2 separate regions of the Zea mays genome follow, and region 1 is linked to region 2. The links are chromatin contacts, called in public Hi-C maps. All regions are on one chromosome and are shown on one strand. The core of a region is the stretch at or near the end of the contact, and the rest is flanking DNA. Distances in the headings are between cores, read along the strand shown.

Evidence for each region. Hi-C and Micro-C count contacts between places; a contact is called where the count stands out from the background.
Region 1: a contact with region 2 is called in a Hi-C map of ear, with 2.9 times the contacts expected there. The contact joins the promoter of LOC100273309 here to the promoter of LOC100191160 in region 2. A contact is called at or near these places in 3 of 25 Hi-C or Micro-C datasets (ear, leaf and tassel).

What each region holds. Positions count from the first base shown.
Region 1 is chr8:110,104,421-110,107,262 of Zm-B73-REFERENCE-NAM-5.0, forward strand. It overlaps LOC100273309, which reads left to right and starts at 1,297. Exons shown (of 3, transcript NM_001147750.2): 1 at 1,297-1,676. The coding sequence starts at 1,339.
Region 2 is chr8:109,808,788-109,811,487 of Zm-B73-REFERENCE-NAM-5.0, forward strand. LOC100191160 reads right to left here and starts at 1,409. Exons shown (of 1, transcript NM_001136596.1): 1 at 1-1,409. The coding sequence starts at 1,344. The coding sequence ends at 190.

The sequences.
Region 1 (2,842 bases), core at 47-2,546, 300 kb after region 2:
AGATACCAAGTTACTCCATAGAAAAGCAAAAAATGATTGTTGTAGCTACCATGCGCCTTCATAATTATATTCGTGAGAACCATCGAGAATACAAAGATTTCCATAAGTGCGATCGAAACCTGAATTATGTACCCACCATACCTTCCAGATATAGAAATGCAACTGACTTATCATGTATATACTCCAATGATCATACGATGGATATGTTTTGTGATGATATCGCAAGAGCGATCTTTCTTTCTAGCTTCTAGGTAATCCTTGAGGTGATGTATGACTTATGTGTGAATTGTGATGTGCAAATGCTTTTCAAATATTACTCTATAAAATATTTTTTCACCATAATCTTCTTTTGTTGTAATATTACTCCACAAAATATTTTTCACCATGTTTTTTTGTCTCATACATCAAATCATATATTACATGAGGAGCTGAATTTATTTTGCTAAACGATTTGAAAAAAGCGCTAGCTTCTGTAACAAGCTCCTCCTTTAGAGGAGCATGGCCTAAGACCGACTCCAGCAGCAACCTGTAAAGGGTCATGTACTCTAAATGTAGGGGACAGTCAGGTCCTTTATTCCTCCAACAAGAGACTCTAAAAGGTCCTCTAAAATTTAGAGGATGGCATATGTGCGCTATCTATAGAGGGTGCTCTATACACGGTACATGCGTGTCAGATCCTTTTTGTGTCTGTACGCTCACGTGGTAACGAGTAGTAAAAAATAATATAGAATGTCAAATCTAGTACACTGTTGATATAGATGATGGAATTTAGGAGATATTGCTGGAGATGAAGAAGATATAGTACATAATCTTTTAGAAAGTGCTGTAAAAGACAAAAAATATTCTTTTAAGGGATAAAATTTAGGGGACGTTGCTGGAGACAGCCTAAGCCTATCTCCAACAACGATCTGTAAAAGCTCATGTCCTCTAAATATAGAGGTTTGTTAGATCATTTATCCCTCCAACAAGAGACTCTAAAAGGTTCTCTAAAATTTAGAGGATGCCATGCATGTGCTATGTATAGAGGATGTACGATAGTGCTCTATACACTGTGCTGATTTCTGTGCATGTGCTGACGAGCGGTAAAAAATAATATAGAATGTCAAATCTGGTAATACTGTTGATATAGAGATGAAATTTAAGGGATATTGTTGGAGATAAAGAAGATATAGAGTATAAAATCTTTTAGCGAGTGCTGTAAAGAACAGAAAATATTGTTTTAGGGGATGAAATTTAGATGACGTTCCTGCCAAACGCACCAGTCCATAAGCACGCCCGTCCAGAACCTTATCAGACAACGAACGCGACACGTTGCACTTAACTGCTGCCAAAACAACTATGTGCGTCCAGCGTCTGCTGAGGCTGAGGATGGCGTCCCGCTCGTGCTCCCGCTGCGCTGCCTTGGCGCCGCACGCTGCGCTCCCGCTCTCCTCTCTCCTCGCACCCTCGCCCTCTGCCGCGCGCCCTCGATCCGCGCCCCTCTCGTGCGCAGCTCGGCCGTGCAGGGGCCACGCGGCGGCGTCAGCGTTGCACGGCGCGGCAGGGCGGAGGCCCCCGAGCGTGGCGGCGATGTCGTCGTCGACGCCGCCGCCGGGATCCGTGCAGAAGTCGGAAGAGGAGTGGGAGGCCATCCTCACGCCGGAGCAGTTCAACATCCTACGCCTCAAGGGCACCGAGTAATGATTTTAACCTGCAGTAGCCACATATCTTGTCCTTCGCTGTTGTTGCTGAATTTGTCTCGTTGAGGAGAGTGACAAATTGAATGGTCACTTGTAGTAGTAGTAGATACGCATTCTGATCAACCCAAGTTAAATGTAATTGCATAAGCATTAAAAAGATTGCCTAGAATGTACATCACCATGCTCTCACCCGCTACATATATCATCAATTCTACATGACTGCCCTATGCGTTTAACTGCAGAAGCTGATTCTAATTTTCTACCAGTATTTGGATGGTACAATTATTAGAGGTTGAAGCATTGTTGTTAGTTGTTACTGAATCGCACCATCCATCTTATTAGTTGCTATTTTGAACTACTACATGTTTTGTACTGAGATTTAATTATACACAAAATCCCAAGATAGCAATCTGTTATAGCCCTTGAATCCTAATTGTAGATTTCCCTTGACAGTAAGCAAATTTGCTCAGCTACTCAACAAAAGAGGTCCCTCATTTGCTCTCTAGATTTCATCTACTTCTATGCTTGCACCTTGGTTATGCATATTTCTGTGGTGCTCGTGTTACATTTCTTCCATGTGCCTCTTCATTTCATGGTGGTGTTTTGTTTCAGCATTTCAAAAAATCTAGCCAAATATGACATAAATACAATGTTAGTCCATAGAAGATGGAACAAGTAACTGGAGAAATTGGTGCTGCATTAAGGTTTATATCACAAAAGGTGTTGGATGTTGCCATGCTGTGAATATTACTTTAAAAATCGAGAAGAATCCAATAATTGTGTAAACTAGAGCAGGTTGCGGTACAGTTGATCATGTCGTTAACTACAGATGTTATAATATACAGATTTTTTTTGTCTTTTCATGCAATAAAACAAGAGAAAAAGTCAGTGTCTTTGTAGTCCGGTTACAACTTCCAACACCTCAGAAGGTATTTAGTGACTGCGGATCTTGTTTTTACGATCAAGGGCCTTACTTCCTAATTTTATTAGAGGTGACTTGGAATTTTATGAATTGTCGAGTTCTTTTGTTGAATTAGAGTGTAGAGCATAAGAAAAGTTGTGAATTGTTTGATAAATTAACTAGCACCAGGTTGTTTTTTGTTAGTGTTGCTATAGTTCCGGTTGTTTGATGCATCACAGAGTTCTATAGTAATGCAAGAACA
Region 2 (2,700 bases), core at 159-2,658:
TCACAAGATCCGTATTTTTACATTTGTTAGCGAGGATAAAAAAAGGGAAATGCTACAAAGATGGTTATGTGAAAAATGTCCAGAATTAACATAACAATAATACAGTGTTAGAATCATAGCATGCTATGATCTCAATGGCATTGGAAAGCATGGCGCCTAAACTTGTGACATAATCTTGCTAAACTTGTCTCACAGCTTCAGTGGAACTAAAAGATCCTGTTCCCTGAAGCCATCAAATGTGATCTTACCCTCGTATGCCTTAACAACATCTGGCAACTCATTGGCATACCTCAATACATACCTTGTGGAGAACATGTTGGCACTACCAAGCAATGCCGAAATCAACTTGACGTTGGGCCCAATCTTTCCCTCCCTCATCAACAAGCTTAGCACGGCACACCTTGGTATGATGTTCCTCTCCAAGCTATACCCTATAATCGCAGGTTGCTCCATTACTTCGCTTAGTTCAACCTTCAGCACATCCAGGAAGAACCGGATCTTCTTCTTTATGATCTCATCAGAGAAGTTAACTATATTCGGCTGTTTCTTGAACGCTCTCTGCAGCTCACCCTCGGACACCCCGAAGCTCCGGTAAAGGGCCACCCTATGCAGCCACTTCTCCCTACTAATGCAGCACAAGGCGCGGATGCCGTAAGGAAAGCGCTTCTCCGTTACGCCCAAGCCGAGCTCCTTGAGGGCCTCGAAGATCTGGCATATGCGGTCGGGCGACATCATGAGCACGCCCATCTCGATGACTACTAACTTCGAGATAGACTCGTCGGGGAGCCCAAGACGGCGGAGGGTGTCCAAGGCGGGCCGCATGATCTTCTCCAGGCCAGCCGAGAGGGCGCGCGGGGTGCGCGAGATGGCGAGGCAGACGTCCTCATCGGTGCTGAGAATGTTGCGGAGGAACTGGATGCAGGGGACGAGGTGCTTGTCGAGGCTGCGCGTGAGGAGGGCAGGATATCTGGCGAGCCGCCGCGGCTTGACGCCGAGGGAGGCGAAGAGGTCAAGCTTGGGGCGGATCCGGTCGGGGTCGACGCTGAGGATCTGCGATAATCGGCGGACTAGGTCGGCGACCTCCGCGTCGGTGAAGCCGTAGCTGCGGAGGAGCGCGCGGACGGCGTCGGCCTTGGCGGTGGAGCGGATTGGGAGCCTGTGGGCGACCGCGGCGGCGGGGGAGAGCCCGCAAGAGACAAGGGCAGCACAGGGCTCGGAGACGGGAGCGTCCGCGATGGTTGCTAAGGAGTGGCAGTGGGGGAGGGCGTCGCTAGGGATTGCGCCGGTGCCGAAGGGGATTTGGCAGAGGCGGAGGAGCCGCCGCCGGCAGATGGAAGCGAACATGCCGGTGGCCTGGCCCCTGGGATTGTAGTACTTAAGTGCGGCGGGGATTTCGGGTCCGGGAGCCCATCTCCAATACCATATGCTATGCCCCAAGCGTCGCGTCATCATCGTGTTTTAAAGAAATAGCACCACGAACACCTCAAATATTGCTAAAATAGAATTATAATTCTTTCCGTTACAAATATTTGGCATTCAGACCTATTGACCGTGATTAGCTCGTGTTGAATTTCTTTTTTGCCATGTGCCGGCATATCCGTTACCTTTTTTTTTGTCTCACTTCCGTTCGGGTCAGCCGTCTACCCCTGCCTTTTGAATAGTAATGAAATTCTTCACATGATACTATTGACCGAATTTTTTTGCATTTTGGTCATTCATCTGAAAAAATTAACATTTGGACCCTAGAAAATTTTAATGTCATTTTTGGACCCTTTACTTGGCGTCATAGGCTATAGCGTCGAGGTACGTGCTGCGTTGGCACAAACGGACGTCGTGGCGCCGACATGGTACCGAGCTCGGCGCCATAGATTTTGGCGCCGAGCTCCGTTTTATATAGAAAACTTGTCTAACTCAGTTGGTAAAATACAAGGCTCTTAACCTTGTGGTCACGGGTTCGAGCCCCATAGTTGGTATTTTTTAATACTTTTTGTTTTTGTCACTTATTTTTTTTTGTCCATATTTTTCGTTTATGTCGCTGATTTGTTTGTCCTGATTTATTTCTCATCCAGTTTTATTTTTGTGACTGATTTGTTTATTCGTCCAGATTTTTTTATCCGGCAAGCACAGCAGCTGTGTGCCACAGTGCTCACAAGCTGTCAACTTCTCCCCTTGTTTGCTCAGCTAACCACAATAAAAATCAAATGAGAACACTCTTACTTCAATCGTGATCAAATAAAAATATTATATTTTCATTGAGTTCTTTTGAACATAAATTTTAAATACATAATAACATATTCCCAGTAAAAAGAAGCACACATATTCATCTTTTTTTCTTCTGCACTAAATAAAAGTATACTCCATTATATACTCGTCTCATGGATGATATATTTTAAAATTTACTGCATATACAGCTGCTGTGCTCGCCGGATAAAGAAAATCTAGATGAATAAACAAATCAGTCACAAAAAAAACTGGATGAGAAATAAATCAGGACGGACAAATCAGCGACATAAACGAAAAATATGGACAACAAAAAAAAATAAGTGACAAAGACAAAAAGTATTAAAAAAATGTCCACCGTGGGGCTCAAACCCACGACCACAAGGTTAAGAGCCTTGTATTTTACCAACTGAGCTAGACAAGTTTTCTGTACAGAATGAAGCTCGGCGCCATGATCTATGGCGCCGAGCTCGGTACCAC